Linked DNA regions of Rattus norvegicus: region 1 is linked to region 2. Evidence: chromatin contacts called from public Hi-C data. All regions are on one chromosome and are shown on one strand. Each heading gives the region's core, a stretch centred on a gene start, on an enhancer-like site or on the middle of the called end of the contact. The rest is flanking DNA. Distances are from core to core; before and after follow the strand shown.

Region 1 (5,761 bases), core at 1,124-3,623, 64 kb before region 2:
ATTTTCATGATAGCCATGAGAATCAAAGAGAGGGGTGGATTATAGCATTCTTATTTTAAGAGGCAAGAACGAAACCTGCCTGGAGTTCCTTACTGATTACTTGAAAAGCCAGGACTTAAGTGGTGGTTTGGTTAGGGACACCATAGTACTGTCCCTAGGAATGAACCTATGAGCCCATGGTAACTGTCAGCAGTAAATGTCTAATTTAAAAATCCCCTTAAAATAAACACGAGAGATTGGGAGAGTTGCTAATTAGAAAGGGATAACAAAGATAATCCTATTGTTTGTATTTATCCTTTTTAGACCTAACTGCAGCACAGAGAAAAACAGAAAATAATAAGGTATGATTCAGCGACTACTTACTAAGGGCTGTCTGGTGCCAACTCTTGTGCTGGGTGTCCCAAAGATCAGGGATACTACATGTCCATTGTATGGCATTGGAGATGCAGGGAAAGGAGTTTTGTGTGCAAGGAGAAACTGGGCTGCATCCTTCATCTACCCAAGGATAGTCAAACAATTCCAGTCTTTGTTGATTAATGGAAACCAGACAATTAGTGAAGCCAGGAGTCTCAGGCAGAGGCACAGAGATGAACTCAATGCAGGTCATTCACAGATCTATTCCTCAGGGCAATAGGAATACTTGGAAACTTAGTCATGGGCAGCTGGGTCCCCACCCACAGCATCCGCTTTAAACTCAGGTTGTAGATTGGCCAGGTGAATAGGACAGGCTGAAGCGGCCGTGAAGCCTTGGCCCTGCTGCTCAGGCTGTGTGGCTTTGGGTTCTTCTAACAGAGACACATTGTCCTGGCTACTCACTGAAGCTCCGTTGATCTGAGAACATGGTGTGAGCTTTGACTGATATCTAGTAAGTGGTGCTTGTCATTTACAGGTCGATGGGATAAAACCGCATGTTTTACTTAGATTACTCATCTTTAGAAATGACCACCATGGGAGGAGTCACTTTGGCGAGTGAAGTGTGTGTCTCAGTACTTGTTCTTGGTATTACTTTAGCATGGCAGGCTCAGAGGTGATTCATTTTTATTTAACTGCTCCAACAACATTATCCATGCCAGTCCCCGGACTTGAGAAACCTAAACATTTTTAATGAATACGCTTCTTATCATGATTTGTAAGAAATAGCGTTAGGATTCTTTTATTTCTTAAAGACATTACTTCTGCATGTGAATCTATGCCTGCCAGCATGCAGGTGTAACTCTTGCATGCCTGGTGTTCTGCAGCCACAGAAGGCATCAGATCCGTGGGAACCAGTTTCAGATGGTTGTCAGTGGTAACGTGGGGTGCTAGGAATTGAACTAGGATCCTCTTCAAGAATAGAAAGTAATCTTAACTGCTGGGCTACTTCTCTAGCCTCCTGTTCTTCACTGTTCTGAGGACTAGAAAAGGAACATTTTATCTTCATTAAAAAAATATCTTTTTGGTTTGAAGACTGACTGACTTAAAGACCATGACTAAACTTAATTTAAAAGTACGTCAACTCTGAAGCATCTCTTATGACTACACCATTCAGATCACTTAAGAGGCTGGGATTTCTCTTTAGATTACCATCCCTCTATTTCTCACAGCTATGTTACATACGTGTGCTTTTCCCTAAGAATTATTTTTTAAAATTGGAGTGGAATTTGGAGTAAAATAGTGTGTGTGTGTGCGCGCGCGCACCTGTGTTGGGAGAGGGATTTTAAAGTCTGGATTCCTTGACCTGCCATACAGCAGTGTGCATGCTTTGACCTTTGACCTTGGTTACAACAATTGTAAAGTAGCACTGAAACAGCCAGCGGCTATCCAGAACTTACTTCACAAGACAGCAAGCCTCCTTTTTACCTCTTAGGTGCAAACTGATGAAAATACCCAGCGGGGTTACTAAAATCCCAGACATTCCCTTGCTGTTGGTTGACACTCCAAATAGAGCTGGTGGTTGTCAGTTGTCACTGAAAATCAGTTATGTGTCAAGCCACCACTCCATTTCTTATCTCCCTTGAGAAGCGCGATAGCACAGGGTCCTAAGGTGAAAAGGCCAGAGGTGCAGGAGAGGTCAAGATCTTAAGAGATCACATGGGAGCAGACGCATTTTTAATCTGATTTTTCACCGTTTGGGGAAGAGGACGCTAAGTTTTCAGCGTCGTACGTGAAAACCGGTCTCTACAGCTTAGGGAAAGCGGCCATTAGATTCACCTTGGGAGCTTGTTAACCGGATTTCGGGAAGGACCCCACTAGAGGCGTTTCTGATTCCGTAGGTCTAGGTGTGGTCGTGAATGTGCCGTTCTAAAGAATTCTCGGGTAATGAGGTTGCAGGTTCAGAGATTCCAGGACCCCAGGTGACTAAACAAGCTACCATCCAAGCTAACCACCAGCAGGAGAAAAGCATGGAGGAGGGCGACGGCTGTCCAAACAACTTCAGCAACCTTCATCCTCTGTCCCCGGGAATGGGTCAGAACAGGGAAGCGGCAGGAGGAGCGATGCGGGCGCCTTAGGAACGGGAACTCCTTTCCCCAACTTCCGCCCCTGGGGAAAAGCTGAAGCCATCAGCTCCAGGAGAGCGGCTCTCCAATTCTCAGCCTTTAGGTTCTGGCTCTGGAGACAGCCTGTCCTCCCGGTATCGCCGGCGCCGCTGTACCCCCGCTGTAGACTAGCGGATTGCAGGTGAGGGCTGGTCCCCGGGCCTGGTGGGGAGGCGACTGAATAGAGTCTATCCAGATCCCGGACGGTTCTTCGCCTGCGGCCCGGGAAAACTGAAGATGGCTGCCCCGGAGCTCGGCCGACAGTCACGTGTCACGCAGGCACGGCCGTTCCTGGTCCCTACTCCCCGCCCCCGCGCGCCCCCAGACCAGACCCTGCGGGTAGCGCGTCCAGGGAGACCCATGCTACGGCGGCACGAGCGGGTCGGTCCAAAAGGCCGGGGCCGCGGAAGACTGCTGTCCCTGCCGCTCGATCACCGTCCCGATATCGGGTTCCACTGCGCGAGCTGGAGGAAATCTGCTGGCGACCCGCACCCGGTGGGGCCATTGGGCATGCGCAGTGCTCCGGCCCTGGTGCGGCGCTCTCCAGGTTTTCGCCTCAGCTCCAAGCAGCGGCGGGAGGTGGGGCCCGGACGAACTAGGGGGCCCCAGTTCTTCCCTAGAACTCCAAGGCCCTCGTGCTGCTTGGCGCAGCGCGATTTAGGAAACCGGCGGACCCGTTTTTTCTTCCCCGGGGAAGATGGTAGTGTAAGGATTAGAGCTTCGGGAAATGTCCCGAAGAGTTTGAGGTCCATCCATTTTACATGATCAATCATGAGGGAGTCACAAGTGTCGCAGTTCTTGGGCTTGGTGGAGAAGAAAATGCCAGTGTAGTTCGCTAACAACTGTCCCCGATGGTAGTTTCTCGAAGACTGAGTTTGCGTACCCTGCTTTCCGGCCCGCTTTAGTCGCACAACTCTCGGGCTGGCTCCTAATTGGGCTTCTGATCCGGGCGGATGAAACCCACCATTTGGGCCCTTCCTCTTCTCGTAGTTGGGGGCATGTGTGTGTGTGGGAAGGGCCAGCATCTCCAATTCCCGTTTCTAGAAACGAAAAGGACGCCCCAGCCCTCATCCCTAACACACCCCACGGCAAGCTGTCCTGCGGGACTCAGCTGGGTCCCCGGCCAAGCGTCCGCGGTCTCCGCCCCCCGGCCGCCGGGAACACCCGGAGGAACGGACCAGCGTCGCGCGGGAAGCCGACCCGGCTCCGCCGCGGACTGGGCATGCTCGGCAGCCCGAGGCTCCAAGTCAGAAGCCTTCTCGCCAGCTCGGCTGCGGCCCGAGCAGCGGCGGCGGGCTGCCGGCTGGACGGGAGCAGGGAGGGCCGGTTCGGGCGGGCTGCTTGTCCCGTGAGCCTGGCACGAGGACGGGAGAGCGGGATCGGATGCGGAGCCCGCACGCCGCCCTGCCCCGGTTTCGTTCCGAGGCGGGGGGCTCGGCGCGTGGAAAGAATTCCGGCGGCTGCCACGACTCGCGTGCAAGTGAGTCGCGGGGCGGGGGTGGAGGGCCGGCCTCCGGATCGCGAGCGGCTGGATCTGACCCGAGTCTCGGGGGCCGGGCCTGACCTCGGTTGACGGCGGGCGGACAGCCCGGGCGAGGGGGCGTGAGCGCTTACCGCGCGGTGTCGCGCGTACCTGGCGGGCGGTCCCCCCGCGGCCGCTGTTGGGGGTGGGCGCGGGGGAGCGCTCTGGCGGCCGCGATCCCGGCTCCGAGGGGGCGGGCCGCCGGCGGGGCTCCCCCGCCAACTTGGGCGGGGAGGAAGGCGGAGGCGTCAGTGGGCACCTTTCCGAGGTGCTGCGTGCGGGCTGGAAGGCTGCCTGGTGTCACATTGGGGCGAGTGGACGGTGGCGGAGCCGGAGAGCCCGGGGCTGAGGACCTTTCAGGCAGAAGCCAGCCAGAGGTCCCGTAGTGCTTAGAAGTGGATCCCCCCAAATCGCAGCCCCACCCCCACAACCCTGGGCGGCAGAGTGACAGTTGGTACCTCCTGGCCTGATCGCAGCGGGCCAAGAGTCAGCGGCTTTGGGATTCCCTTCAGCCCCTCGATGACCCCCAACGGCATAACAGGTGGGACCCCCCTTCCCGAAGCAGCGAGCCCCTTGCTCCCCTGGCGGCGTAACAGTCCCTGGCTTGCGACTGTTCTGAGACCCCGCGTGTCCTCGCCGCGTGGGGGTGTTAAAGGGTAAGGCCTGCAGGGGCATCTGCGTAGCTCTGGACTCGGTTCGTCCAGAGAATGAGGGGTCTGAGTGATCATAGGCGACTTGTCAAGGGCACATCAGCGGTAGCAACTCTGCCTTCTGCCGGGATCTTAACCCACAGTCCGACTGTCTTCCTCCGGTGGCCCGGATGCCCTGGTCCGTCTAACGGATTCTGGTTAACGCTTGATCCCTTTTGACAGTCAGTCGGGGTGAAGGATGCTGTCTGTGGTCCTGGGGAGCCGAGAGAATTCGGGCAGGTGCTTCTCAGATGTTTCATTTCACCTTCAGAGAAGGACCGAGTTCGGCGCTACACACAAAAAAGACAGAAGGCTGGTTTCTGACGGGAAGTTTATTTTCAGTGTTCTGAGGCCTGCCTTCTGTCATAGCTCTCTCGAAATTTACCTTCTTCAGATTGGGGGTGTTTCTAGTTGGCTACCTGGTTGTGGAAGTCGCGAATGCCTGTCTTGGTGTGCTGTCTGTCAACTCCCTACACCTTCTGGCTGAACGTCAGCAGGGGTGGGGGCTGAGGGAGCGGAAAGGAGTGAGATTGATGAGGTTGGATCCTGGTGGAAGTTGTCTTCAGTGGTTTGGGAGGCAGTTTTGGGTCTGAGGCAGGGGAGAGGATGTCCAGGCATTTCATTGGTCAGAGTGTTAGGTGTCCAAGGAAGAAGCCAGCTGGGGTTGGGTGCCGATGTGGTCAGTTTTTTTTTTTTTTTTAGGGAAGCCCAGAGATGTTTGGTGATTCAGCAGGTGGCAGGTTTCCAGCTCTGAAGCCTTGCCTTGGCCAAGCAAGCCAGCAAGCTGCAGAACCTGTGCCCGCGGCTGGCGGTGCCTAGTTTGGGGGGAAACCTCCAGGAGCGGCCTTCTTACGAGAGCACTAAGTCCCTTTCCTTATCTGGCCTCCTGTTTCATTCTCGATGCCCTGGTCCTTTGGGTTTCCTAATGCTCCTCTTAAACTATGGAGCACATTTTAACATCGTCATCGCAGACCTGCTGGGTAGCAGGAGGTAGCCACCACTACAGTTCAATTCAGGTAGTTGTTGTACAGAGT
Region 2 (5,861 bases), core at 1,053-3,552:
TTGGGACTAAGTGCATCTGTGTAGCAGGTTGACGACTTGGAGTGAAGATTCCCACTGAGAAGCCCAGGACAGTTGAACTGTTTATACCTGCTTTGTTTCCTTTTTCCTATGTTGATAAAACTTCTTTTCCTGTGTTTGAGCAGAAGGTGTCGAATGTTTCCTGCTGTTTATGTAGTCGAACTGAAGTTCCTAATAATTTGTGTAAGAGAGATTTTTGTTTTTTAAAACTTATGACAGGACATAAATTGTAATTTTAAAACATTTTTTAGGTTTTTTTTTTCCCCACGTGTCTAGTAAACACCCACGTCCCTCTGTGGACTTGCCTGGGGCTCACTGTGTAAGACTCGGAAGTTCTGTCTGTAGGAGTCTTTCCTGTGCTCGGTGAACTGGCTCAGGCGACTGCTGCTGGGAAACCCGACTGGACTCTGTTGATAGGCAGCGAGAATGGGTTAGCATTCTGCATGTGGATCTCCTGGCAGCATCTAGGAAGGCGTCTGACTTCTTTTTAAAAGCTCAATTTCTCTGCCTCAGAAATGGTTTGATTCTAGCATCTCTCTGGTGTGATCCTCAATTCAAAGATCAGGTCCACATTGCTAAAACCGACACTGCTCACTCCCTTCTCACCCTATAAGCTTCCTGGGTGTGTCTCTGTAGTGTGGGACACCTTCGCTGCCCAGGGAGCACGTGGAAGATGGGAGATGGGAAAGGCAGCTTCCCTGGGTGGAGTTGGGCTGATGGTTTAATTGTTGGTGATTTGAGTACTAACAGTGCTTCTAAAAAGTGAGTTGAACTAAAGGATTATCCCAAGTAAAACCACAGTTATGGGTCTTCTTTGGCTAGCCCTTAAACAGTGCTAGCAATAGGTCTTTGATGTGGAATGGGTACCCTAAGGCGTGTTTATGTTTTCCTTAGCTTTGTGGTCTCCCTCTTCCAGATGTGGTCAGAATGAATCTCTGGGGGAGTCTTGAATGACTTCCAGACCAGTGAGATGCTGTGAGTAGTATTAGGTCTGAGGCCTTTGAAGTCCATACCACTGACACCAAACAGAACACAGCTTCTCTTAACCAGGGAAAGATGCCAGGCGTCATTCTACATCAACGGGTGGCTTATTCCGAGGTGTTTACCTGGCGTATTTTAGACATGACGTTTACGTAGCTTGATCACGTTCTGATGGAATCAGATGCCACAAATAGGGGTGGATGTTTATGTGGTACCTCTAAGTGGAATATCTTTAAAATTTAAAACCTGATTAAGAAACAGTAATCAAGTGATGAGAGTTCACTGAATATTAATACATAATTAATTGCCAACCACACTCTGAAATCCTAGAGTCCTGAAGCAGAGAGGTAGGAAAGTGTTTGGCTTACAGCTGGGACCTAGAGCTACAATGCTTGGATGCTGTGTGATGCCTTAACCTCTCTGTGCCTCAGTTTCCCTTTATTTTTAAGGTGAGAGGAAGTGTCAAAGGTACCTACCTGTTAGGGTGACTGAGAAATAGAAATTCAGATTGCATCTGATGCTTGCTGTTATTTCAATTCCTATTGGAACCAAAGGGCCAGAGAAATGTCCTTTCTGTTCCTGTTTTTAACTGTTTCTTCTGAGCTGCTGTCAAAGGCCCACACTTGGGAAGCAGTGCTCCTGGGGTGTCTCCAGGGAGCTGGAGATAGAAGGTGAAGCCTCAGGGCATGGAGTCTCAGTGACTGGTACAAAAGATTTGGGTTCCCCAATTTCCTGCTCCATCCTGGAATGGCTGTTTCTTTGTGCTGTTTGCTTCAGCTTTGATATTTGGGGACTTATTTCCTTTTGCTAGTTCAGATTTCTAGATCACGGTCTCGTTTCTACAACGAAATGTGCATAGTTTTATGTATAGCTTCAAATAAAGCACATTTTCTCCTCAGGAACATTTTACCAAAATTTTTAGTAATCAAGGTATTGCTTTTTGGCACAGTAAAATGATCGTTTTCCCTGCCTCATGTAAATAGTCACCATCCCTTAAATATTAAGAGTGGTAGGTGGTCTCGTTTGTAAGTAACTGCTGTTTTTTTTTTCTTCAAATAAAAAGATGCTGAAGAATTGTTTTTTCTACATTTCCAAATGACTACTATTGATGCTTCTTAATTCTGTGATTTAGATCAGATCTGTCTTCTTGGAAATCACCATTCATTGCACTCTTTCATGCTTCCTGCACACGTCTGAAACGTTTTTAATAATTAACTTCAGAACCATTTACAAAGGACAGTACTGTCTGGTGAATATTCAGCTGGAAAATGCCTCTCAGTTGTACCCGGTAGTGTTTGAACCGTGCTTGTATTTGGACGTTTGAGCAAAGTCAAGAGCCCTGCAAGGCATCCCACACTTATCTTATTAATATTAACTTTGCTCTGATTTGATTCCCAGCTAGCAGCAGGCAGAGCGACAGAACATACCTAGAGCACAGTAGCCACGGAAGACTGGGGACACGGGGCACCCTCATCCTCCCGCTCTTGCCTCAGTCTCAGATGTGTTGACTCAGAGAAAGCGAGTGTTCCCTGTGGTTGATTTGAACATGATGGCAGTGGGTCCTGATCACTGAGCCAACAGGAGGGTAAATTCTAATGCTTATCTCTCTATTTCCTGATTTTTTTCCCTCTCTCAATTCTCAAAAACGTTCAAGTTTCTTTGGGAATTTCTGGAAGGAATTGCTGACTAGAGAAACACCATTTTGACTTCATTTCAAGTGAATTTCACAGCTGTGCCTATGTCTAGGCGCTCCTTTGTGGTCTCTGATGACACCTCACATGGTTGGATTCTGGGCATTCCTGTGGACACCTGGACCGTCTTACCTGGAATGCACGTCCCCTGGCGAGTTAGCCCCTTTGTTTTTCCTCTCCGGAATGAGACTTTGCTGACTGCCTTTAATGAGGTACAACTCTTAAGCCTGCCTAGTCCCTTCCTGTTTCTCCCCTCAGCACACGCCTGACTAACAGAACACCACTGTGGGGGTGGGGTGCTTCTGCCCTGTGTGATGTGCGCACTGCTTTGTTTTCTGGCCTGGAGCAGTGCCTGTTACATAGAAACTCTGGAAATTCTAGCTGAATGAATCAACTTCGTGAGTGAGTGAGGCTACTCAGGGAGAGGGTGATGCTGGTGACTGTGAAATAACTAGGAGGCTATTGTCACAGGCCCCTGGGACTTAATGAAAACCCAAACCAAAGGCTTTGAGAATCAAGGTCAGTGTGCTAATGTTTGAGAATGAAAGAGAGAGGGAAAGGGAGCAATCTGGAACAATCTGGAACACTCTAGCTTGGTAATAAGAGATATTCTTTCCATGCGACTAATTTAAGGGATTGTGGGAAATGCTTCAGTGTTTTAGATAGCAAGTTGTATGTATTAAAAGAGATCAATTTATTTCTGAATGTGTGTTGGTCTGCAGGATGTTTTCTCAGAGGCTCCAATCCCCCTCCTCCACTAAATTGCTGATTTTACTTTGAAGTCAAATTTCCTAAAGTGTTTTAAAAGCCAGCCAGGCAGGCAGGGCTCGGCCTCTAGAGAGCATATATCTTTAGATGGAGACATTTTTCTGTGTCTGGGAATCAAATTGAAATCACTGAAGATCTGAATACTTAATTAGCTTTTTAAGATCTTAAGTCACTAACAGAATTAGTGTTTTAAATATGAAGTTTATTGTTCTTCCACTTGTCAAGTGCTTCTCTTGTACAGAGGGATAGGCTTGGAGCAGAGGCCTCGACTGGATCCTGTGCTCTTCCTGCTCTCCAGACTCCCGAGGGCCCAGGGTTGGCATCTTCTCCCTAACTTGGATAATAACTCAGCCCGTTTCTTTTAAGACCTTGAACCTGGGGAGATGGTGGACTGCATTAGACTCTGAGACGATTCTGTTTCAAGTGTGCTTTAGACTTGAAGGTAGACTATGACTCACTCACTGAATTTTACGTTAGTAACTTGGATGATTTTCAGCAAATATCTAGAGGCATTGTAATCTAAAGACTCAAGAGTTGGTGTCTGTGAGGTTCCCACTGATGGGAGCTCTTCTCTTCCTTTGGAAGCATTGTTTTTGTCCTGTTGCTTCTCACCTACTATGTGGGAAGTTCGGAATTTGGGGAACGTAAGTAAATGGTGGTGGGATGTTCTTTGTGGCCCCATTCTGCAAGATTGTTTTGTTTTTCTATTTAACTAGAGGTATCCAAGACCCATTTATCTGCATTACTATTCTGTGTTCTAACTCTGCCTTTAGTGAAAAGATGTGAGCATACTGATGTGGAAGGGTGTGTGTGTGTGTGTGTGTGTGTGTGTGTCTGTGCACGCGCACATGCGTGCACGCAAAGCTACTCTCTCAGCTCTCTGACTTTTCATCCTCCAAGCTACAGGGTGGGTCCATTAGCATTTGGATATTTAACATGTACTTCAAAAATAACAATAAAAAGGAAATGCTTCTGAGAAACCATTACCGCTAAGCCTTTCATTAGCTTGAGCTTCTTTTTCTGAATTGGGAGTCTCTCAGGATTTTGCTGTGTCTCACCATGGTCTCTGTAGACCAGGAGAGTCTAGTGTGTGTATTTGCTGGAGCGGGGCTATTCGAGCCTCCATCTATTTGTCCCTGGCAAGGGAATCTTATTACTGCTGTTTTTCTTTTTAAATGTAGCCAGCATCGAGACTTATTGTTTTCTTGCTCCGTTCCTTCAATCGTGTTTATTTCTGCTGAAAGATGGTATTGATGCCTAAGACAGTAAAGCTGGGGGCTACTGTTTCTCTGTCTACCTGTCTCTGTGTCTGTCTGTCTGTCTTTTGTAGGCACTCAATTGAAAGCCTTGACATATTAGGCAAATACTTGCTCCATCAATCATTGAGTTACATCCCAGCCCTTGTGTTGTCGTAAGTCCGTTTTGCTATGGAGTCCAGGCTGGTGTTAAATTCTTTATTCTCCATCTTCTATCTCTCAAGTCCTGGGCATCATCTGCATGTGCCACCACACCCTGCGGAAGCTTCCTTGTTAGGAATCAGGTGTGATGTCTGTCCAGATGTGTGGTCATATGGTGAGCCGACATTTGCTCTAGGGTGTGATGCTCTCTACCTTCAGAATCAGCAGGATAAGCTGTGATATCAGACGTGGCAGCAGGTGGCGCTTGGAGGTGGTGGCAACTGGTGACTTGTGGAGCCCGTCCTGCCTCACTGCACTCCTGATTCACTGAGCTTCATCAGAATGGTTTGGTGTGCTGCTGTGAGCACGACTGACTGGAAGACAAAGGCTTCCGGGCGGGAGGAGCTTCAGGGGCTCACAATTAGAGGATTTTCATGGTGTTTTGCTTCGGTCGGTCCAGATGACCATGAATGCAGGAGAGTTCCTGCAAGAACAAGAACTCTAAACCTTGTAGTGAATGCCATGGAGGTAACACAGCAGTGAGCACATGTCTTAGAACTACTAACTCCCATCATTTACCCAGATACCACAGCAGTGCTCCAGAGGCATAACCCGGAGCTATTCCACCGCCTTTCTCTGTTGAGGCCATTGTCAGGGTGCAGCTAGCTAAATGTTTATAGTTTGTGAACCCAAAGATCTAAGAATGAGGCTTGGAGTGAGGTGGAGGTAGATCTGGCCTCCTGAGGAGGAGTGATCATCAAATAATTATTTCTGTGTGTTCAATTTTCACTCATTGGCTACGGATTCATTTCAAATACATGAGAGGAACTGAATCTCCACGTTTAGTTCACAGAGCAAGCATGTAAACATCATTAAGCATGGTTCTGTCTTCCAGATAAGATTCCTGAGTCATACAGAGGGCAAACAGCTTGACCAAGGCCATGTGGTTAACCAGTCAATGACACTTAAATCCTGCTGGCCCAGGCCAGTTCCAGGGCATTTCGTC

The links. A called contact is a pair of places that touch in the nucleus more often than the background predicts.
Region 1: a contact with region 2 is called in a Hi-C map of kidney, with 2.6 times the contacts expected there. The contact joins the promoter of Sgms1 here to the enhancer-like site in region 2. A contact is called at or near these places in 6 of 12 Hi-C or Micro-C datasets (the A7r5 cell line, Schwann cells, kidney and 3 more) and 1 of 1 datasets of contacts at active chromatin or transcription factors (oligodendrocytes).

What each region holds. Positions count from the first base shown.
Region 1 is chr1:239,669,505-239,675,265 of GRCr8, reverse strand. Sgms1 (sphingomyelin synthase 1) reads left to right here and starts at 2,373. Exons shown (of 10, transcript NM_181386.3): 1 at 2,373-2,658.
Region 2 is chr1:239,605,057-239,610,917 of GRCr8, reverse strand. The region is part of intron 2 of Sgms1 (sphingomyelin synthase 1); the gene reads left to right. Among named protein-coding and RNA genes, the nearest start is that of Sgms1, 65 kb to the left of the region's middle. Within about 2 kb of position 2,302, at least 10 of the 93 cell types and tissues checked have an H3K27ac peak or open chromatin away from gene starts, as enhancers often do. A contact at or near this core is called in the A7r5 cell line, Schwann cells and kidney, where this site is marked.